Regions from separate parts of the Mus musculus genome. Here region 1 is linked to region 2. Evidence: chromatin contacts called from public HiCAR-type data. All regions are on one chromosome and are shown on one strand. Each heading gives the region's core, a stretch centred on a gene start, on an enhancer-like site or on the middle of the called end of the contact. The rest is flanking DNA. Distances are from core to core; before and after follow the strand shown.

Evidence for each region. HiCAR-type assays count read pairs that join an accessible place to other places.
Region 1: a contact with region 2 is called in a HiCAR-type map of embryonic stem cells, with 6 times the contacts expected there. The contact joins the enhancer-like site here to the promoter of Lrrc15 in region 2. A contact is called at or near these places in 10 of 39 promoter capture datasets (the 3T3-L1 cell line, 3T3-L1-derived adipocytes, the HPC-7 cell line and 6 more), 1 of 15 datasets of contacts at CTCF or cohesin (the NIH/3T3 cell line), 2 of 484 Hi-C or Micro-C datasets (bone marrow-derived macrophages and nephron progenitors), 12 of 115 datasets of contacts at active chromatin or transcription factors (cardiomyocytes, embryonic basal ganglia, embryonic forebrain and 6 more) and 3 of 9 other capture datasets (embryonic stem cells, embryonic tail and embryonic trunk).

What each region holds. Positions count from the first base shown.
Region 1 is chr16:29,716,328-29,722,366 of GRCm38.p6, forward strand. No RefSeq gene overlaps it. Among named protein-coding and RNA genes, the nearest start is that of Gm46567, 94 kb to the right of the region's middle. Within about 2 kb of position 3,899, at least 46 of the 459 cell types and tissues checked have an H3K27ac peak or open chromatin away from gene starts, as enhancers often do. A contact at or near this core is called in embryonic basal ganglia and embryonic stem cells, where this site is marked.
Region 2 is chr16:30,280,144-30,285,762 of GRCm38.p6, forward strand. Lrrc15 (leucine rich repeat containing 15) reads right to left here and starts at 3,111. Exons shown (of 2, transcript NM_028973.2): 1 at 3,025-3,111.

The DNA.
Region 1 (6,039 bases), core at 2,649-5,148, 560 kb before region 2:
ATAATGGACTGAACCTCTGAACCTATAAACCAGCCCCAATTAAATGTTGTCCTTATAAGAGTTGCCTTGGTCATGGTGTCTGTTCACAGCAGTGGAACCCTAACTACAACACACTGTGAGAATGTTGGTAAGTGAATTCCTCAAAATGAAATGAAAATCTAAGGATTAAGAAACATTGTACTCATCGCTTTTGCCGTTAATGGTATTGTTCTTTATCTTCATTGAATAGTTTCAGTTCTCATTCATACATGATTTTTTTGTTCTTGCTGAAACTATACCTAATGTATTTGGTTATAAGTGAAAGAGTGAAATCACTAGAACATTAACATTCTTTACTTTCATACCTCAGAGATGTAAGACAGCTATTTTAATTGTGGTAACAATTTTTAAATCTCTATAGGAGATATATTTGTTTTGAAGCAATGAACTTAGAGGAAAAATTAGTTTTAATGATCTGACTTGTATAACTGATTTATATAATTTCCTGACCTTTTTTTTTTTTTAAAGAAGCCTTTTAGAAAACTAGAACACAAGTTAGCATAGAAACTCTAGCATCTGCCTGAAAGGAGTGGGGATTTTGAAAGAATGATCAGAAAGAAAAGAACCCAGAAGAGACAAGAACTGAGCCTGGGACTCTGTATTACTCTGTACTGAGCTTGCTTAGCAAAGCCCTGGGTTCCACCCAAGCATTAACCAGGCAGACACCTGTAACACTCAGTCAGTACTTGGGACATGGAGGCAGGATGAGAGGTTCAACTCTATAGAAAGTTCCAGGTCAGCCTTAGCTACATGAAAACCTGTCTCAAACAAACAAACAAACAAACAAACAAACAAACAGTACCACCTGCTGCCAAGAGGTACAGGTGGATGGAAGACACCCAGAGGCCCACCTGCTGCTTAGCCTACCTGCAGCGGGATACCTCTATGTGCAAGTGGTGGAGAGATGGGAGAGAAAGAGAAGAAGAACGATTTGAGTACTATGGAGAGAGGTGGGACTGGAGATAGAGGGTGGAGAGAAACAGCCTGATGTGAGCAGTCTGCTCTGGTGCCTGAGGCCATGGTGAAATCCCAGCTTCTGCTGCCACCCAGGGCCTTGTCTGGGTCTGTAACCATGCAGCAGCAGAGTCTGTAACTATGGCAATGGCTCATATAACCACCAAAGGCCATGAGGATGTCCCTGGTCTGGACTGCCGCCTGGGATCATGTTGATGTCCAAGGGCTGTGTGGAGCTGGCCTGGCCCCTCACCGACTGCAGCACTTAAGCGAGCAGGCCCTCCACCTCATCTGAGCAGCACGGTAGAGCTGACCATGGTGGCGAAGGTGCAGGTGAGCCAACCTTGAGAGTTTGAGGGTAGGAGAGCTGGCCCAGTTTTTTGCCAGCTGTGGCACTGGGTGAGCTAGCATGGGAAGTGCTGAAGAGCTGACCCTGATGGTGTGGGTGTGAGAGAGGTGGCATGCTGACCGCCTCAGCTACCACTCAGCCCAGATCCAGGGCTTAGAATTGGCCCATCCCAACATCTACCCCATCTATGAACTGCTGGAGCCATGAAGGGGTGGATCCTGCAGATCCAAGGTTGCAGGATCTCCATGACACAGGGCAACAACTGGATATCTGAGAGGAGTCCTGGGAAGATCCAGGATTGATGGAGTAGCAGAAACCAGGGACCTAGAACCAGACCAATGACTCATCGCAGTGAACATTTGCAAGCAAAGATGTATGGACAAAAGGCTATACTGTGGGACAGACTGATGTACTGCAGATTCCACCACAAGATAGGGGTTTGTTTGTCTGTTTGTTTGTTTTGTTCTTTTTTCCTTTTTCTTGGGGGGGGGTTGCAAGGGCAGAGGGCTGATATGAAAGGAAGGGTTGACGAATGAGAGAATAATGTGAAATTTACAAAGAATAAATAAAGAGAAACAAACAAAAACAATCTTAGAAATAAATAAATAAGAAAGACGTGGTGGTTCTCGCCATTTGACCCAGGACTCAAGAGTATGTCTGTGAGTCTGAGGCCAACAGAGTGAATTTCAGACCAGTGAGATATCGATTATTGAAAGAAAGGAAGGAAGGAAGGAAGGAAGGAAGGAAGAAAGAAAGAAAGAAAGAAAGAAAGAAAGAAAGAAAGAAAGAAAGAAAGAAAGAAAGAGAAAAAGGAAGAAAGGAAGAAAGAAGGAGAAAAGAAAGAAAGAGATGGGGAAAAGGGATTGTTATTTGTAAGCCTAGTATGGTGTCAAACACCTGTAAACCCAGCACCTAAAGGTAGAGAACAGATGATCTTGAGTTAAGCTGGGCTAAGGGCCACTGGAGACGCCATCTCAAACAGAACAACAGTTTCAACAATAAAAACTCCAGACAAAAAGATTCCAGAGACGAACCAGACGGCTCCATGGCTAAGGCATGCTAGCCAAACAAGCCTGATGTCTTGAGGTTTGATCCCTGGAATCCATGTAAAGGTGGAACAGAGAATAGATGTGTCCCCTGGTAAGCATGCCCCCTCCCTTATAGGAACACAATAACAACTGAAAACAGAGTCCTTAAGGGGTCTCGGGAGCCCCGGGAGTCTGAGCTCAGAGGAGATATAGGGTGCAGGGCTTCACCATTCCTAAGGGCAAACCTGGGACTGTAAAGCAGCCACCCAGGGCTCTCTGCTCTTCAAACAGCAGCACAAATGTCAGGGGCCATCAGCCACAACCCCCTCTCCCCTGACGTGGGGAAATAAGGTTGTTCAGAGCCCAGGAATGCAAGCACTCAGGTCATGGTGAGCCGCAGCCCACACAATCTCCACCCGACGCTTCGTCTATTACAGCTAATTTCTTTCAGCTGTCAGGTATAAAGGGCGCTGTATATAAACTCCGCACTCGCCTTGCAATCTTTCATCTACCAATCCAGAAGTGCTTCAGATTTTATGGAAGGACCTGTGGAGGCAAGCAAGGTTAATGGCTCACCAAAGGTCATGGGTTAGAGAAGCAGCAACGTGGAGACTGTGCTATTGGCCCTGACAACCTTCCCGCACCCTCTCTGGCCTTCTTTCCCCAAGTGTTCCTGGAGGAGTCACAGAGCAATAGCTGAGATGATCTTTTTTCTTTTCTTATCCTTTCTGACGGAAGGAAAAGACCATCTGAGCCAATGACCGCTTTCTAAAACTGTCAATAGTGTATGTAAGTGGTCTGGGGAGGCTTGCTCTCTGTGGTGGTCGTATTGTCCATGTGTTCCCACTACAGTCTTTTAAACCATGAGCCCCTTAAGGTTTCTCATTTCTGAGGTCATCAGTGCCCTTTCTAACCCAGAGCCCAGTGTGTGAAGGCGCCAGAGGAACAGGATCTGCTGTGAGCTTAGCCCGGCGCTCCTTCTGCCCCTTCATGCTCAGTTTGAGAGCCTGGTGGCCGTTACTGTTTGCTTTACAGCCTCTTACTCTAACAATTCCCTCCATGGTAGACCCTCAGAGTAAGGTCCTCATAAACTCCTTCAGCTTGAGAGTTTCCAGAGACAGAGAGAATATTAATTTTGTTGACAAATTTCCTTGTCCCAAAGGCCCCGATCTTAAAGGCTTTGTGCAAACCCACAGTACTGGGTTCTCTTGCTTGCTTTGCGCCCCTAATCAGTCTTGTCATGAGTTCTTCCAGTATTGTTTTAACACGGCCTCCTAGCCTGGGAGCCAGAGGACCCTTTTGGAGTGAGCTATGCTGTATGTGTGTATATTTTTTTAAAAAAATGGTCATCGCCCTTCTCGCTGTGGCCGCCATCATTTTTCAATGGAGGTGTTGCCATAGAGATGTTGTCCGATCCATCTCTATTGATCGCTCCCTTGAAAGGGGCCTTGAATAGCCTCTGAGGTAGGTAAATGTATGCAGTGACATTGAGCGGATGATTCTATTCTGAAAAATTCCGGCACCATTTGTTTTGTGCTTGTCTGAGGGCTGGGACACGGTGTTGGGTTTTGTTGCACGCGCTCCCCTCACAGGCCTGGAGTTAATGCAAGCCTTGTTTGGAGTCACTGAAGCAGAAATTTCTCTGCTGCCAAGGACAAAAGCCTCACAGGCCACCTCGGAGGCTGCTTGGGGAAGGCCACGTCTCCGGGGCTCCCAAAGGAAATGGGAGATAACTGGGATCCGCGCCCTCGATGGCACCCAGCCTTCCCTGGCTGCCCTGGCGCTTCTGGCCTGCGGGATGCCCTCTGGTGAGGTGCACCGCTTTAGCCATCAAATGTTTCCCTCTGTTTGCCTTTCTGCTGCCAGCTGAGAGAAATCCCCTGGAAGAAGTGATGCTCTTCTGTGTGATGAGACGGGAACTCACACAGTTCCCCACCCTATCTTCGCTGAGGTGTGGAGCAAGAGAAGGGAACACAGTAAAACAACCCTGGTTTCCTTGCGGTCAGACCCTTGTATGGAAACCAAGTGACAATCGGTCTAGACAGTAGGGAGCTGGGGAAAGGATTTATTAAGTGCCTTGGAACAGTGTCCCACACTTGGGAAACTGTAACACACGAACTTTATTGAGCCCACGAATGAACGAATGTTCAAAGGCATGCATCATGCTGGAAGTTTCCAGAAATACAGTTTCCATTTATTCTCCCCAAACCCCGTGACACAGTAGTTATTAGCTGTTTCTTATTTTAAAACAAAAGGCCGAAGTGATTTGTCCCAGGCTGCACGGTTATTCTGTGGTGGCTGCTACATGGATTTGGATCTGACTCCACTGCATTTTCCTCAAGACTACTGGGACCCCTCCACCCTCAACCCCCCTGGAGCTGGGGTCGGTGAACCCATTTTCTCTAGCCGCCTTTGCCCTCACCAGCCAGCCCCTGCTTGGTGTTGGGAGATCATAGAAGGAAGGGCATGAGGACACCTTGGGAAACTGCAGCGACGAAGGCTTTTCCTAGATCTCAGGGTTAAGTACGGAACAGTTTCTGCAACAGAGATTCTGGGCCACACATATGCTTTGCTGGTAAGCTGCACATGTGTATCCGGTCCCTGAAGGCTGGGAGAGGAAAGGAGGGAGGGAAGATGAAAGGGAGGACTGGAGGAAGGGACGATGGGAGGGAGGACTGGAGGGAGGATGGGGAGGGGAGGACAGGAGGGAGGGAAGATGAAAGGGAGGACTGGAGGGAGGGACGATGGGAGGGAGGACTGGAGGGAGGATGGGGAGGGGAGGATGGGGAGGGAGGACGGGAGGGAGGACGGAAGGACTGGCTTTGTCCCAGTCTTAAAGAACTTTAAGGTGTGTGTCTGGGACACAGGGTTCACAGCACCTGTTCATTTCCACATTCACTCGTTCAGCCTAATTCTTCCATTCCTTTGTCTCTCAGTATATGCTGCTGAGCTGGACACAAGCCAGACACAAGCATTTGATGCATCTAATGCAAAGGCTGCAGGCATGACTAAGGTACATTCCCTTTCTCATGAACTCAGAAATGTCAAATAACAAACATAACCGTGAACATCTATCTGCCCTTCATAGCTTACATCTCTTTTCCGGTCTTTACTATGTACCCACAGAGTAGGAATTTTTGCTGAATCCATTTCACTGACAAGGTGAGTGACACCCTGAGTTGTCCAGAGTGAGTAAGTGGTGTGATGGACTTGAACCCCAGTACTTTAATCCCAAGTTTGGCAAGGAGGAATTTCCCAGAATCCTCAGCTTGTCTTCTTGCTAGCATCCTTGGCTAACAAAGCCAGATGACTCCTGAAACATCCCTCTGACTTCTTCAAGAGGCTTTGGGTGTGAAGGCATTTTCTTTTTCTCTGGGAAGGGCTGTCTGCTCAGGAGATATGAGAAAAACATATTCTTGAGAGTCTCGCCATTTTACACTGAGTTAGCGCTATCCAATCTTGGCAGTATACCTAGAGTTTAGAAACACTCAGACCCAGGTCCCATTCCAGAGTCAGGAATGAAACTGGTCTGAGCTAGAGTGTCCATCCACTCCACTCTGATCTCAGTGTGCACATGTTCTGCAGCTGTCTGTTGACTGCTACTGTTGGAAAGGGAAATGGGTGTCTGGGCGGGCCCAGTGTTACAAGCTGGGGAATCTATAGGACAGT
Region 2 (5,619 bases), core at 1,861-4,360:
AAGCAAGGGGCTATTATTACTGCTTTGTTGTTGAGCAAAATTGGCTCTCTGGAGGCTCCACCCACAGAACTCCTAACTTCTAGGTTGGGCTGAGGGTTAGACTCACACACAGTAGGGACTCCCTATTCAAGTGTCCACAGACCACACTCAGAAGTACCTCACATGTGATCCAGACTACCCGGGAACCCTTGGTCACATCCTGTGTCATTTCCCACCAAGAACAGAGAAGCAATGGGAAAACAGGAGGCTGACGGCTGCTTCACCTCTAGGTGCATCTCTGAGTTTGCCTCTCTCAACTGCAATTTGCAGATAGCTCTACTTGAGCCTATAAGCTGCTCCCAGATACAGTTTATGGAGTCCAGGACACCACGGGTACAAGACCCTTTTGAAGTCATCTCCCTGGACCATTTGGCTGTTTTGTAGATCAGAAATTGATGGGTCCTGAGAGAGGAGGGGTCACACAGGCAACTTGAAGACTCAAGGGCCTGGTGGACCTCTGAACCTCATCATAACGCTACTACAGAGCTATGTCTCAGGCAGTAGGTGGGGGGAGGGGGAGGAGCCAGCCTTGCCCCTCCCCTAGCCTGATTGGCTCATGTAATCACCCTCCACCTACCCAGCATTATTAGCTACACCCAAGTTGGGCCCCCAACTCATTCTGCAGGCAACTTTATCCTCTGAGGCTGCCCTGATGGTGTGTTGTTTAGCGTCACGGGAGTAAGCTGGAAGAAGGGAGAGAAGGTTCAGAGGGGGTGGGGGGAGGGGCACCAGGAGGGTTGAGCCTGGAAAACACAGCCCATGACTTGGGACTTCTCTACTCCAGACACAAAGCACCCTTAAATCCCTGGACAGGACCTTCACAGCCTCATCCTCCCCGGGGCCTTCAAAAATCCTTGTTTTGCTTTTTAAAATAAGAAAAGAGCAGCCCCTCCCCAGGCCCTCTGTGGGAACCCTCCCAAGCCTGGGGCAAGCCTAGCCCGGCTTCCTGCAGAGGCCAGAGCAGGGCTGTAATTTGCTTCCAAGAGCTATAAGAGTTGTAACTGCCCAGCACAACAGCAGGAGTTGTGTCTGAAGTGGGGACTTTCATAAGAAGCCAGAGTCTCTTTTGAAACTCAGTCTACAGAGACCACTTCTCAGTGGAGCACCTTAGGTCTGAGAGGGAAATGGTATGGTCTCTGTTTAGCCCCGTGCTCCACAGCCGAGGCAGGCACTGGAACCTGCAGCTTCAGGGGTTCTTCTGAAGTCTGGAGGCAGGGAGGCAAATTGTCATCTGTAATCACAGCCTTGGCGTGTTCGCTGGCAGGACAAGCCCTGGGCAGTGCGTCTCCCATCTCTCTCTCTCATCTCTGCACATCTGGATCTACTTCCACTTCAGGCTTCACATCCTCCATTGACAGAGCTAATCTGGGTAGTGTCCCCAAGCCCCGGGAGGAACCTTCCTATACTTGCTGTGGGGTCTTCTCAGAGCTCTTCCTGGCCACGACCCTCTCAACATGCCTTCCCTGTCACAGTTGTTGCTGAGCCCAGCAGCTGACTCATGACCACAGGCAAATTGAACTGTCTGGTCCTGAATCTACTCCAGATGTTCAGGCGATGCAGAAAAAGAGACCTGCTTAAGGAATTTCCAAGTCACAGAGCAGGGACACCCACACATCCGAGAGCTGCCTGCAATGGGTAGTGCCAGCTAGAAATCCCTGGCAGGCAATGCTCAGCACCTTGAGTTCTTGTGTTATCTCAGCAGTCACGGTCTGCCCTAGGGTAGTGCATTTGGCCCTAAAGGTAGAGCCGCTCAGGTTGGAGGGTCCCGAAGGCTCTCCTTTTCCACAGCTCACTCCTCTTCATTTTGGGCAGAGACACAGATAAGGGGTGAGATTAAAACCCACCCAGTTTGTGCGTGGTAGTATATGCCTTTAATCCTAGCACTTGGGAAGTAGGGTAAGAGGATCTCTGTGAGTTTGGGGCCAGCCTGGTCTACATAGTGGGACCCTGTCTTAAAACCAAACAAAACAAACTCACCTAGTCAGCTGTGGTTATAGCTAAGTAGTAGACTGCTTGTTTAGCATGCTTGAGATCCTGAGTTTGATCCTCAGCACCAAAATACATACAAATAAACATACATACATACATACATACATACATACATACATACATACATACCGACACCTGATTTTTTTTCTTGGTTTTTCGAGACAGGGTTTCTCTGTATAGCCCTGGCTGTCCTGGAACTCACTTTGTAGACCAGGCTGGCCTTGAACTCAGAAATCTGCCTGCCTCTGCCTCCTAAATGCTGGGATTAAAGGCGTGCGCCACCACGACCAGCGAGACACCTGATTCTTATCACAAACCTACCTCCAGCATCTCCCTCCCAAAGGCATCAGCCCTGGACCCTGTGACACATCTAGATGATCAGAATGGGATCATCTAAGCTACACACAGAGTTAGAACCTGGACACTTAAAACTTCAACTGGGTTCCAAATTGGCACTCCTGACTAGAGACTGCATATCCGCCTGAGTCCAGCAGTATAAATGTAACACTGTAAATCTACCACAAGTAGAGGGCCGATTTCTCCCAGGCAGAAACCTTGTGAGTTCACCATCCTGGACAGATCTATATGCAGAGTCCCCTTTAAGTGGCTACCTCTGTAGGCTCAATGGAAATGATACAGGTTCCAACAGCCAGAACCTTAGAGAAACTCCTGCCCTTGTGGATCTGGTCTCCCGGAGTAGGTAAACCGGGTGCTTCAGTTAACTTTCAACCAATTTCCTGCAGGTCAAAAGCTCTCCCCGCTGCACTCCAGGCTCACTTCACAGACCATAAAGTCAAGGAAAGCGAAACAGGGCATCAAGATTCACAGCTAGACACTAGGACCGGCTCACCCAGCTCCTGCGCGGGCTGGACCAGTCCAGGTCCTCAGAGCATCCCAGGCACGCGCCAGCCCTGCTCCTTGTAGAGTCTCGGGATCCTATCGTCAACCGGGATGTGGGGCGCGGCCGGGATGGGGGGTGGGCGGGCACCCACTTACCAGCAGCTCCACGAGGCTGCCGGGTCAATAAGAAGGAGGCGGCGAGGAGAGGAGGCGGAGGACCGGACCGGCTCAAGACTGCAGCATGAGTGAGGGCCTTCTGGGTCCTCCCTGTCATTTAAACAGCCCCTCGTGAGTCACCGCACGGGGCAGTGTCGGCCTGCGGGGCGGGGCAACCTCTGGGAGCATCATCAGGGAATTGTGTTCAAGTTGAAGGGGCGTTCATCGACTGCACTTGAAAATAAGTTTCTTCTTTGCCTCTCCTTCCCCATCTCCTTCGGACTCGCTGTGTCCAGTGTGACACTGGAAAGGGGTTTTCTGCCACCGCAGTAGGACTGAGTAACTGGGACCCAGCTCTTGCCTTAGGCACCAGTTCAGGTTGTGATTGAAGTCGGGCTTTCTGTGACCTTTTAGTCCACTCTCTGCTTCCTTCTCCATCCCCCTTCCTTTTCTCCCCCAGCCCCGAATTCTAAAATTTGTATATAGAAATAACTCCAATTTTAGAGAAAATATGCAAGAACATTATAAGGCACACTCGAATGTGTCATCCAATTCAGCCACTGCTAATATTTTGGAAAAGGCATTTAAGTTCTTAGGAAAAATATAGTTCCCTCCACCATATCTCTTTTAAAAGTAGCATTTCATGTCCCTCCGAGGTTATCTTCTGTACCTATGCTGCTGCTCCTGGGTGCGTGCAGGATATGTTCCTGGGCTGTGAAGGTGGTGACTGAGAACGAGGGCTTGTCTGCCTTTCACCTCTGTACCACAGCATGCCCTGATTCCCTACCTTCCCACGGTCCCTACCCCAGTAGGAAACCAGGAGACCATGCTGGTTCTATTCAAAGTGTCCCAGAGAGAGCCGGAGGAAGAGGGTAGAGGAGTCACGGCTGGGGAGGGGGCCGTCAGACCTCTGCTTAACAAAGCATTTAAAGGTTGTAGCTGCCTTGGCTCCGTTTACCTTCTCCGCCTAGTGGCCAGAACAATGCCTGCACCCACCGGGCAGCTCCTGGAATGCGAGAGCCTTAATTAATGTTTGCAGGGCGCTTTGAGATCTGCGATGAAAGGAGAGACATAAAAGTGCAGTGTTATTACTGAGACAGTCACTTGGTGGCTTACCGTGGTCAAGCCCTGCTGCCTGAATCATGCCTTGCCGGTGTCACCATGAATCACAGCCAGAAACAAAAGTGCTCTGGCTATTAACCGAGGAGAGCGCTGCCGCCACACCCCAGTCCCAGCTCCCCCACCTTAGCATCCTATCCCACTACGATTCCACAGAAGAGCATCTTCCTTCTTGCTGTCAACCTTTGGAGCCTCCGCATCTTTTGTTTGTTTGTTTTTTGTTTTTGTTTTTGTTTTTGTTTTTTTGAGACAGGGTTTCTCTGTGTAGCCCTGGCTGTCCTGACCAGGCTGGCTTCAAACTCAGAAATCCACCTACCTCTGCCTTCCAAGTGCTGGGATTAAAGGCGTGTGCCACCACTGCCGGCGGCGTGGTCTCCTGGTTTCCTACTGGGGTAGGGACCGTGGGAAGGTAGGAATCAGGCATGCTCAGGTTGTGGTACAGAGGTGAAAGGTAGACAAGCCCTCGTTCTCAGCCTCTACATTTTGAACCCAGGGCCATCAACTTCCCACCCATGGACCTCCAAAAATAAGACTATTTCCCTTGTCCTGTATTCTTCCTTCATTTCCTACACACAGTTACTGCGCTAGGCTGTCGTTACTGTGCTGGGAAGTCAACACTGGGAACATTTAAGGATGGCCATTCACAGAGCACAGCTGTAAGATGGGTGTCCTGAAGGACCTGTACCACAGTTCCGTATTGCTTTCTCTACATCTTACCTTTCCATCATGTCACAGCGATGGTCAGAGCTAGGTGACACCTTCTGTGGAGTTTCCCAGTGTTTTGCAGGATAAGACGGCATCATAGACACAAGCGGTGAAAGCCAAAAGTATCCCTAGACATTGCCAAATGTCCCCTTCTGTTGGGAAGGGTGGAAGCGAGCTATTGGTCTATCAGTAGTTCTCCATACTGCAAATGAAGAAATTATCTCCAATGCAAGGCCCAAGCCAGTGCTGATTCCCCAAGGCCACACACAAAGGGGCAGAGCCAGAATCCAAATCTGTGGGTTCTTTGAGACTAAGAGCCCAGACAGTCATGATTGCAGTGAGTAAAAACTCCTCTATTTTGACAGGCTGTGCTGGGGGACAGGGGACTGTGAACAGATTGGGGGGTGTTATAAAGAACACAACAGTCCTTGGGCGTAAGGGGAGAAGCATTTGCAGGCATGGTGAATCAGGAAAACCATGAAGGCAGAGCAAGGAAGGGCACTCGGCTGAATGTGTGTCTGAATCCCAGCATTGTAAAGGAGCTGAGGAAGCCTGAGACGCCTCCCTGAGAGCCTGTGACCTGGCAGGCAGCAGGGGACCACCAGACACATCAGAAGATGCACAATCGATCGGAGCTATCTGGAGGGTGGTGGGCTGGGGAGAGGGGGCCAAGTTCCTGGGTCTCATGATACTATGTAACCAGGACCTGCACGGGGACCACCCTGGGTGTCCTATAGATCCTATTACACTAGCGCTTTTTCAAGGATGAGA